Regions from separate parts of the Zea mays genome. Here region 1 is linked to region 2. The links are chromatin contacts, called in public Hi-C maps. All regions are on one chromosome and are shown on one strand. Each heading gives the region's core, a stretch centred on a gene start, on an enhancer-like site or on the middle of the called end of the contact. The rest is flanking DNA. Distances are from core to core; before and after follow the strand shown.

Region 1 (5,339 bases), core at 452-2,951, 520 kb after region 2:
TCTCTGTAACACTTGCTACATAGGTGTTAGTTAGCCATACAAATTTCTAAAATTCTAAAAATAAATGTAAAATCTAGTAATTAAAATTAGAGGAATTCTATCTTCTAACAAAGGAAACAATAACAAACTAAGTAAATCTAAAGCGGGCTACAAAAAACTAATTGAAATGACCTTAAACAGTGTCCCGGTTCGCACAGAAAATATTCCTAGCTCTAAGTTCACCAAAATAAAGGAACATGCCAAGTCCAAGACACAGATTAGTTTCATTGTGATGCCCTCTATACAAAAAGGATTTCCAATTGATACAATGCCAACTCGTAAATTTCGCAAGGAAAAGTTGGGACCATGTTTGACAAGGCACGTCAGATCTTTCAGTAAACCATATCAAGGAAAGCTGGCAGATCTGGACTAGGCAAGTAAATCCCCTTTATATTAGCTTTCTTGTCATGAAAATTTCCACACAATAACCACGCATGGACCTGGCCACAAATGAATTCCAGTCAGTGTTATGATCCAAGCTGAGCCATTACCTGCTAGCATATCTCCCCACTAGGACTCCCAACAAAGCAAAGTTGAACCTGTTCTTTAATTCAATACCTAGAGACTTGAAGACTCCTAACACGAAGAAGCTCGATCTATCCAACAAGACAAGAAAAAAACGTAAACAAAAAGCAACCATACAGAGTGAATGTGCAGGATCTACTTACCACGATGCTGATGAACACGACCTTCTCGTTCTCGCTGCATCAGGGGCCCTTCCTCGTCGTCCGCGCATCGCCATCGAGCAGCTCATCACTCCTCCAGCACCCTGCCCCTTCTTGGACCCAGGGCACGACACCATTCTTGATGTCTGGGAGGGAGGGATCGGCGACCACCCCTTGCGTCGTCCGAGGGGGAGATGAGGTGAATGGGGATAGGAGGATGAGTGGCGGCGAGGGCGTGCATGGAGACAGCGAGGGCGGGTTCTGCGATGCGTGCGGAGGAATGGCGACGACGGATGTGGGATGGAGAGCGGTTAGGTTTTTGTGGCTGGGTGTGATAACAATTCGATGGGTGGATTTTGTGTGTGTGCGCGTGGGGGTTACACATGCACAATATGGAGGTCGGACCCGTGCGGTGCGTGCAGGCGCACCTGGTCGGCTGTTCTGTGGTCAGGGCTTTCTTTAGTTAGAAAGAGGCCAGGGCTTCAAATATATAAACTATATATATATATATATATATAACATACGATAAATTTTGTTTTAATAAAGCACAAAATATATGTTTTCTATTGATTAGGTGAATATAGTGCCAACAACAAGGTTTAGAACACTCAATTATACATAATTTCACCTTATTTTTTTACATAAACTCTCCTATTATAGCAGTATAGAAGAGATTATAAAATTGCGGGTTGATTATAAAGAAATGTAGGATTTTTTTAAAAAATATTGACACGGGACGACCGTTGAAACTGATGATTTAATATAGTAAATAAAAGATATACACGGTGCTAATTTAAAATTATACCATGAATTTCTAAGCATGAGAAAAATACATTACCCAAACACGATTTTCACGATGGTAATTTCATCCAGCCCTACAGCCAAAAGAAGGACAATGACCACCATTTCTCCATTTAGCCAATGGGCATGCTGCATGCAGGGAAAAAACTTCAGAAACGTGACCTTTAAATCCAAGGTGGACCCCACCAGCTACCGCGCGATCTTTTATGAGCTGTCTGGTTGCTTTTGCTTGCAACATTTTAGACCTCGCCGGCGGTATATAACATTATTAGCATTTTTATGTGGTTGGTTACATGTACACTATCATTGACCTGGGAAAACAGATGCAAGCGAGGCTCTCTAGCCTGGTGTGCCATAGGCCCATAGAAAGCGGGTGACTTTAAACTCGTTCTTTTATTATATATCTTTTAGTTAAGATATTTAATTATCAAACTGATTTTGCTTTTATGTTTTTAACATGGTAGGAACAAAACTTGATCACACTTGTTATATAAATTTAAATATTAATTTTATTTATATCACTTTTATATACTCATAAATGCAGCCAAACATAAATTATATCTGATTTGTAGAAGCTCCAACAAGTCAATAACCCACCAAAGAAAGGCTCTTGCTGTCAGTATTGCACATGCTGGACCTGCCTAAAAGGAGCCTGCCTCCTCAAATATACAAGCCACGGTGGCCAGGCTCCGAGAAAAGGAAATCAAACAGCCCCTATAAAAAAAAGCCTGGCTCCCTCCCAGCTCTCCTCTGCCTTATGCTCCCCAGTCCCCACCTAACCCAAACCGAACCGGCCCTTCGCACTTCCGCAGAACGAGCACTCGTGGACCAAATATTTGGCACAAGTTAGCTTTGCCTGTTTCTTGCGTGTAGATCCCTCAAGGTTTCTCCGCCGCGCGCCCGTGCCCTTCGCCGGAGCTTGCCATATGAATGGTCAAACCCCGATGGGGCTCGCCGCCGTAGCAGTGAGGCCGTGCTGCAGCCGCCTCATCTCGTCCGCCTCCGCCGCCGCGGCGTCAAAGACGGCGGCGGGCACCGCGACCTCGCTCTTCCCCAGATTGCCCCACCCGCACCACCCCCCGTACGGCCGGCGCCTCCCCTTCCTCGTCTCCGCGGCGTCGCAGTCGCAGGCCGGCCCGGGCACTCCTCCCACCCCTGTACCAGCCCCCGTCCCCTCCGACCCCCGCGCTGCCGTTTCCGGCAACCTTCCTTTCTTCGACCGCGTCCTCTTTCCCGACTCGTTCCCGCTTGAGACCCCGCCCTCCAAGGAGGAGGAGGACGCGGCAGCGCTGCAGACCGATGAGGCCGTGGCGCCGGCCGTCCCCTTGAGGGAGGAGACGGAGACAGAGAGGGAGGCGTGGAGGCTGCTGCGGAGGGCGGTCGTCAGCTACTGCGGCGAGCCCGTGGGGACGGTGGCGGCGGAGGACCCCGAGTGCACGGAGATGCTCAACTACGACCAGGTCTTCATCAGGGACTTCGTGCCCTCCGCGCTCGCCTTCCTCATGCGCGGCGAGACCGAGATCGTCCGCAACTTCCTCCTCCACACCCTCCAGCTTCAGGTGAGCTGATCCCGATCCTGCTTACTAGTTCCTCGTCTGGTCAAAAATTAAAATTCCAGAAGAATTTAGTTCTAGCTGAAGTATTTAGTTAGCAACAGTGTCAATGGCGTGTACGGCAAGATTTTGTTTTCGCGGAGTTGTGATTGGAAGTAAACAGGCAACCATGTTTGTCAAAACTATGGTTTTACAATACTATACTTTGCAATTATCATAAAAATACTATATAGATTGTAATTCTTTTAGTTCTAGCTGAAGTATTTTTGTTACCATTTCTGGCCGTTTATTTCTCGCCTTTTTCAATTGTAATTCTTTTGTTCAACTAGATAGATTGCAATAATCAATGCTAAAATGATGAAAGGAATGTGAAATGTTTTCTTTTTTTTAAGACTGTAAAAGTTGATTCAAACAGACTATGACCATGTAACAAGACCTATACCAGTAACAAGACCTATACCAGTGTTCTTAAGGTGTCGCCTAGGCGTCCAGGCGCTCGGGCAAAACTGGCCGCCTTGCTCGTCTTACCTGCCTAGGCGCCGCCTAGGCGCTAAGGCGGTTGTCTGGTGCACTTGCTCGCCTAGGCGCCTTAAGAACACTGATCTATACTACTAAGAGGCAACACAACACTAATATTTTTTTTGTTAAACTGAATAAACAAGGATTTTGTGTTTGATGAACTCCTCTCTGGTGGCTTGTTTGTGTGATGTTTTTCTTGAGCTGGTCACTGATTGATCCTCTCTTTTATGATTAGAGCTGGGAGAAAACTGTTGATTGTTACAGCCCTGGGCAAGGATTGATGCCAGCTAGCTTCAAGATTAGGACCGTACCACTTGATGAGAACAATGAAGGATTTGAGGAGGTCTTGGACCCTGACTTTGGCGAGGCAGCCATTGGCCGTGTAGCTCCTGTGGATTCTGGTATGTATCTTGCTCAGTTGCTCCTGCATAAGCTGCATGTAAGAATTCGTTTTGAAGTTACTGTTGTCATGCATCTTTGTTCTGCTACTTCAATCCTATTTATCTTTTTCAGGACTGTGGTGGATTATTTTGTTGAGGGCTTACTGCAAGATAACAGGCGACAATGCTTTGCTAGAAAGAGTTGATGTGCAGACAGGAATTCAATTGATACTGAGTTTGTGTTTGGCTGATGGGTTTGACATGTTCCCAACATTACTAGTTACAGATGGATCATGCATGATAGACAGGAGGATGGGAATACATGGGCATCCTCTTGAAATCCAAGTAAGTTGAGTTTAATTATTTATGACTTAATTCATTAAATCCTGGAATAATGATCTAGAATGTTATTCAACAATAGGAAAAATATGCTGTCATGTAGGGAGCATTTGTTTTCTTCTGCATGACTAATTTAATTTATAACAAAAGAAAACATTTGTGCTATTCTTCTAGACTCAGATCTAATTGGCATATTAGCTGAAGACCTGTACTTACAAGTTCTTTCTATTACACAGGCTTTGTTCTACTCCGCTCTACGATGTTCACGAGAAATGCTTGTTGTGAACAATGGATCGAAAAATCTCATCCGTGCCATTAACAACAGGCTCAGTGCGTTGTCCTTTCACATAAGAGAATATTACTGGGTTGACATGAAGAAGATAAATGAGATATACAGATACAAGACAGAAGAATACTCCCATGACGCCACTAACAAATTCAACATTTACCCTGAGCAAATCCCTTCCTGGCTTGTTGACTGGATTCCTGAGAAAGGAGGTTACCTTATAGGGAATCTGCAGCCAGCTCACATGGATTTTAGGTTCTTCTCTCTTGGCAACCTTTGGGCCATAGCTTCGTCTCTAACTACTCCAAAACAAGCTGAGGGAATTCTTAGCCTTATTGAAGAAAAATGGGATGATCTTGTAGCAAACATGCCCCTGAAGATATGCTTCCCTGCAATGGAAGATGATGAATGGCGCATTATTACTGGCAGTGATCCTAAAAATACGTAAGCATCCTTGCTTGAAGAGTCAATCTTTCGTTTTGTTATTTCATATCTTTCGGTTTTTCATATCTCCCTTCTGTGGTTTTCTATCTATTTCTTTTTTTAAGGTTAAACTTCGCTTTTGTAAACATTACATCAATAGTTGACATGTGTCCACTTTGTGCATGTGCAGCCCATGGTCATATCATAATGGTGGATCTTGGCCAACCTTATTGTGGCAGGTAAATATCAACACCAATGATTTGAAATTTCTTGTCCATTTTCGTGCTTGTAGATCATTCCTGACTTCCTTGTTGCTGTTCACATAGTTCACATT
Region 2 (5,047 bases), core at 68-2,567:
TTTATGAACCCTAGAGTGATCTACAACAATCAGGAGTACCTGAACTACTTTCTTCACTTAACATAATTCTCCAAATATTTCTACATGTACAAACGTTGAAGAACTTTTGGCACAAAGAAAGCTCATGAAATCTTGATGGGTGTAGACGTTAGTTCACAAATGAATCTCCCATTCTTTAAAGGCAAAAGTCAGTTCTGTGCATAGCTATTGCCTGTCTAATGGAAATTGCCTTGAGAAATTGAGAACTCATATGCCACAAAGGAGAATATTTACAACATAAGGTCTCAGTACAAATCCCTATAAGCTATGGCTTGAATCAAGGACCCCAGAAGCACAATTAGAATCAGAAACTGCTGGGACGTGTTACATGTGTACTAAAACAATACGTCATATGTAAAAGCTAAGCATTTGGATTTCCTTATTCTTTAAGGACATGCTCATCTCTGTGTCAAATTTCCATACAAAGATGAACAATGGGAAAAAAACATGTCTACTTGTTAACCGCACCAGTTTGAAGCAGATTGAAGTATAGTAACTACCAGCTTGAACATAGCAGCGGCTGCTGGAATTGGGGAATACAATCGATTCCTCTCTAAACACGTCAAGTTTTGCCAATTAAATTTACAGGTTTCCCAGAATACCAAGTTCCGTTCCCCGTCCACATCTGCGGCACTGATCTCGTGGACCTCTGCCGCGGCCCCCGCCCACCAAAAGGTTGGGAAAAGACGCAATGCGCCCGTGAATCACCTTCATGTAACCCACTCTTCCCTGGCTGCCCATTCCTCATCCTCGGCCCGTGCCAAGCACGGGAGCAAGCGGCGGGCTGAGAGTCCAACCAAACTAAAAGCACGCTGGCGATCTGGAGAAGGACCAAAAGATGCCAGGCCGCAAACGTAACCTGACTTCCAGGATGAAAAGGTTCCTCTTTTGGATTCTTATTAACTCTCTATCTATGAAGGGGAACGTGGCGCGTACCTCTCCCAGTTGATATTGGCCTCTGCGAGCGCGATTCCTGCCGCGGACGCCTCCGAGGTATCCGCCGCCGCTGCCATGGATCCGCCACACGCTTACACACGATGCGGCTCCGGGAGAGGAACAAATATAGGAGAAGCGGCGCGGTGTTTGGTGCTGGTCCTCACTTCGTGCGTGTTTCCGGTCCGGACGAAGTGATGTCGGCGCCTCTGCGAGCGACTATGCGCACGGGGAAAAGAAGGCAGCGGCGGAGGCCGGAGGGGAGGAGGAAGGAGGCGGAGCCAGTTTGTTGGGGTGCGCCACCTCGAGACATTAGGGGTTTTGGTTAGAAGTTTCCAGCACGGTCGGGTCGGCGGCGCCCCTCGGACCGCGCTGCCCAACTTGCCATTCGTCCGGCCTCGCCTCACTGACTTGCGGGGCCTGGATTGGGCGAGGGTCGTAGTGAAACCGAGGAGTGGGTCCCGTCAGTGGGGCCGGGTCGGAGATTTTGTGGTGGCTGTTTCTCGCTTTCCTGCTATCGGGGAACGGGGAGTGGAGTCGTGGCGACGGGGGCTAGGAACCGAGGAAAGCTGCACCAGCGAGGCGGAAGGGGGGCACGTGTAATGCGCCTATTGAGCCTTGCTGTCAACCCTGCCACGTGCTCAAAAATGGCAGGTAGGCGGCCTTCTTTTCGTTTCTGTTATTTCCACATCCCCGCATCGCGTGGCGTGCTGAATGAATCGCGCGTGCCTCCGCATGAATGACACCAAATCGCCTGTTCATTTTTTATTTTTTACAGTACATGATAAAATTAAACTGATTGCTATAAAATTTTTGCTTTATTTCTATAAAATATTTGCATTCTGAAAAGATCTTAAGCCCTAGGTGCCCGTGCAATACTACAGAACACAAATTGCGAGCCTCCAATACACTTAGAGCCCTAGCGATGGGCGGCGTGAATATAATGGTGAGTGCCCGTGCGCTGCGACGGGAGTAAAAAAATTTGTATGAAATATATAAACGGAACGAAAAATATCACTATGATATGTAAGTTTTGTGTGGTAAACATTATCTATATCATACAAATTATTTCTAAAGAGTTAATTTAGAACTTTGTAATGACAAACAAATATGTCGACAACCATACACTAATCTAGTCTTTTTCAGCGATATCAATAAGTCGTTGTTGTATATTTACAGGGATGACATATCGACACGAATTGTCCTCATAACTTAACAGATCAATCACAAAGTTCCTTTGAAAAATCTTTGCATCCTACACACAAAGACAACAGAGAACAAAACGTCAAATTTGTATTATGTAACCAGAATGTATGTTTGAACATTAAACGAACGTATTACACTCACCCTAATAAATTTCATTCGTCTGTCATTTCCCCACATGGTCATAACTTGTAGAACGAGGTAGCTGGTATTAAGCCTATAGAACAATCTTTGGCCAACTATGTTATATACAATGATTATCATAGAAAAAAATTAAACTGTTGAGAAGGTGGTACGAAGAAAATACCCTCTTAGGTCAATTGGAACATCAGGCCTAATTGTATGTTCCCACTGTGGGGGACAGATATCCCCCGGGTCCACTAGAAGAGTAAAAGACCTCACGAAAGGCCCAAGGGCCCAATAAATCGTAAGGTCATTCTTTCGTGGCCCTGGGGAGGGACAATCAGCAAAGCAGATCGACATGAGGCCGGATTGGTGCAAGCCCGGACGGCCCACAACGTCGAGCGAGCGACCACAACAGAGATCCGACTTTCCCGCGCTGGAACCCCCATGCAACGGGGCCATGCCAGGATAGGTCGACGGAACTATAGAGAGATAAACTCAAACAGTTCACTATCTTTTAGTTACACATTGTTATCATATCCACGTGTATTGCCCCACGGTCGAGTATATAAGGCCTAGGGGGCACCCCTTCAGAACGATCGACCCTATCACTCAGCCATCCACCTCAACTCTCTGCATTCTCAATTCGGAGAGCTCCCTTGTAATCTCATTCACCAAGCATACTCACCAGGACGTAGGGTGTTACACATCTCTAAGCGGCCTGAACCTGTAAACATTGTCCACTGTCCCTCGTGCATCTGGCACAAACCATTTTGCTACAGTCGGCGACACCGTCCTACTCCTAAAAACACCTTGAGGGGCAACCCCAGGTGTGCGGTTGGACCCAAAACACCGACAGCTGGCGCGCCAGGTAGGGGGTGTGTCGATGATCCAAGCTAGCTCAATGGCCGTCACCTTCCACAGCAAGATCACCCTCCGCCCCGGATCCGTATTCTTCTTCGGAACAATCTCATCCGTAGCAGATGAAGAGGGAACTCTACACCGCATTGCGGATCCGCCGAAAAAGAAGTCTCCTCCAACAAACTCCGAAAATGTCGGAGAAGCGCAACCTCCAGCTCTCCGGAAAAAGATCGTCTCCGGAAAGTCGGGGGCCGAGAGCCCGCTGACCCGGAGAACTCCACTGTCTACTTCCCCGACAAAAGAATGGACACAGATCGCGAGGAAGAAGGAGACCAAGGGGAAGCAAGTTGTTTTTTCCGTTCCTCCGCCCTCAAAGGAGAACGGAAAGAAGGTCGCCACGACAGCAGCACCATTCTATCCCGACGTCCTCTTCATCGGGAGAGCGGAGTCGCCTCCCGTCTCCGACGATGAGCCAACCGCACCCGGAGAAGAACCACCTCAACGAGAATCCCGCGGACGGAGAAACCGGCGCAGGAACGTTCGACGACATCACGCGGCTGGAGAACGAGATCCGGAGCAACCTGTCTCGCGAGACGAGGTCTCGGAGATAGGAGAAACTCCGGAGGAACGCGTCTTCAGAGAACGAAGGAACTCCCGACGACGTGATCGCCGCCGGGTTCAGGAACAAGCCGAGCAAGATGCAAGGCAACGCCGGGAGAATCCATTCTTCGGGCGCAACCTGAATCCCGACTTCGCCCGAGCCATGAACACGCTGAGCGAAGTTGGAGGAGTACTAGCTCGGATAGCTGATGGACTCCCTCGGACTCCCGACGCCGAAGGCTACCGATGACTGTTCACCCAGGCAGCCAACCATCTTCTACCGCTTGCTCACCCGCCAAACGATCTACGACACGCCATCAACAGTCGCCGAGACGCGCGAAGCTCCATCAACGCTTCGCATGAACGACGGCACGAGAACGAGATCCGCCGCCGGGAGGAGTACGACAGGGATCATGGCATCCCAGCTCGGAGCCAGGCCACCAGAACTGAGTCGGCAACGGCCTCAACTGGCGGTACTACCCGGGGACGGTCGAGGAACCACAACAACTACTCCCCTCCCCGGGACAGACATCATCCCCGACAACAGGAGGACACGTGTGGAGTGTCTGCTCTTACTCCACGCCTTAGGGCCATCCAATGGCCTCCTAACTTCAAGGTATCCAATGTCGACAAATATGAACCTAAGCAGGATCCAGGGGGCTGGCTGGCCGTCTACACCACCGCTGCTCGAGCTGCCGGGGCGTCCGAAGACGTGATGACCGCGTACTTACCCATTGTCCTCGGGCAAGATGCGCTGCAATGGCTGCGACATCTACCCCGACACTGCATCGACGACTGGGGCAACTTCAGTCGACGCTTCACCGCCAATTTCCAGTCCATCTCCGACAAACCGGCGCAACAGTGGGACCTCAAATCCATTAAGCGCCGGGGGGATGAAACTCTCCGGTCGTACCTCAAAAGGTTCCAAACCATGAGAAATCGTATCCCCGAGGTCACGGAGGCAGCCGTGATCGAGGACTTCTACAGAGGATCCAATGACTCGACTTTCTTCCGAGCCATATTACAGAAGGCGTCGACTACCTCCGAGGAGCTGTTCCGGGAAGCCGACCTCTACATCACCGCCGACGAGTGGGCCCAGGACCTCATCGGAGGAGCAAAGCCCGCACCGGCGGCACCACGACGCGACGCGAACCAGCAACCCGACAAACGCTGGGAGAAGAGGCCCCGCGAAGAAGTACACGCCGCCGGGCCACCAGCTTCTTGCGCCCGAGGAGGACCTCGCGGAGGTGAGCGCACGCTGGACGACATCCTCGACGCCCAGTGCCCG

Evidence for each region. A called contact is a pair of places that touch in the nucleus more often than the background predicts.
Region 1: a contact with region 2 is called in a Hi-C map of tassel, with 3 times the contacts expected there. The contact joins the promoter of LOC103650144 here to the promoter of LOC100194020 in region 2. A contact is called at or near these places in 3 of 25 Hi-C or Micro-C datasets (bundle sheath, endosperm and tassel).

Annotation. Positions count from the first base shown.
Region 1 is chr3:61,340,912-61,346,250 of Zm-B73-REFERENCE-NAM-5.0, forward strand. LOC103650144 (neutral/alkaline invertase 1, mitochondrial) reads left to right here and starts at 1,702. Exons shown (of 6, transcript XM_008675791.2): 1 at 1,702-3,064; 2 at 3,813-3,978; 3 at 4,091-4,302; 4 at 4,533-5,026; 5 at 5,196-5,244; 6 at 5,332-5,339. The coding sequence starts at 2,432. It overlaps LOC103650143 (a long non-coding RNA gene), which reads right to left and starts at 1,179. Exons shown (of 3, transcript XR_002268359.2): 1 at 708-1,179; 2 at 598-635; 3 at 1-479.
Region 2 is chr3:60,816,712-60,821,758 of Zm-B73-REFERENCE-NAM-5.0, forward strand. LOC100194020 reads right to left here and starts at 1,318. Exons shown (of 6, transcript NM_001139083.1): 1 at 976-1,318. The coding sequence starts at 1,052.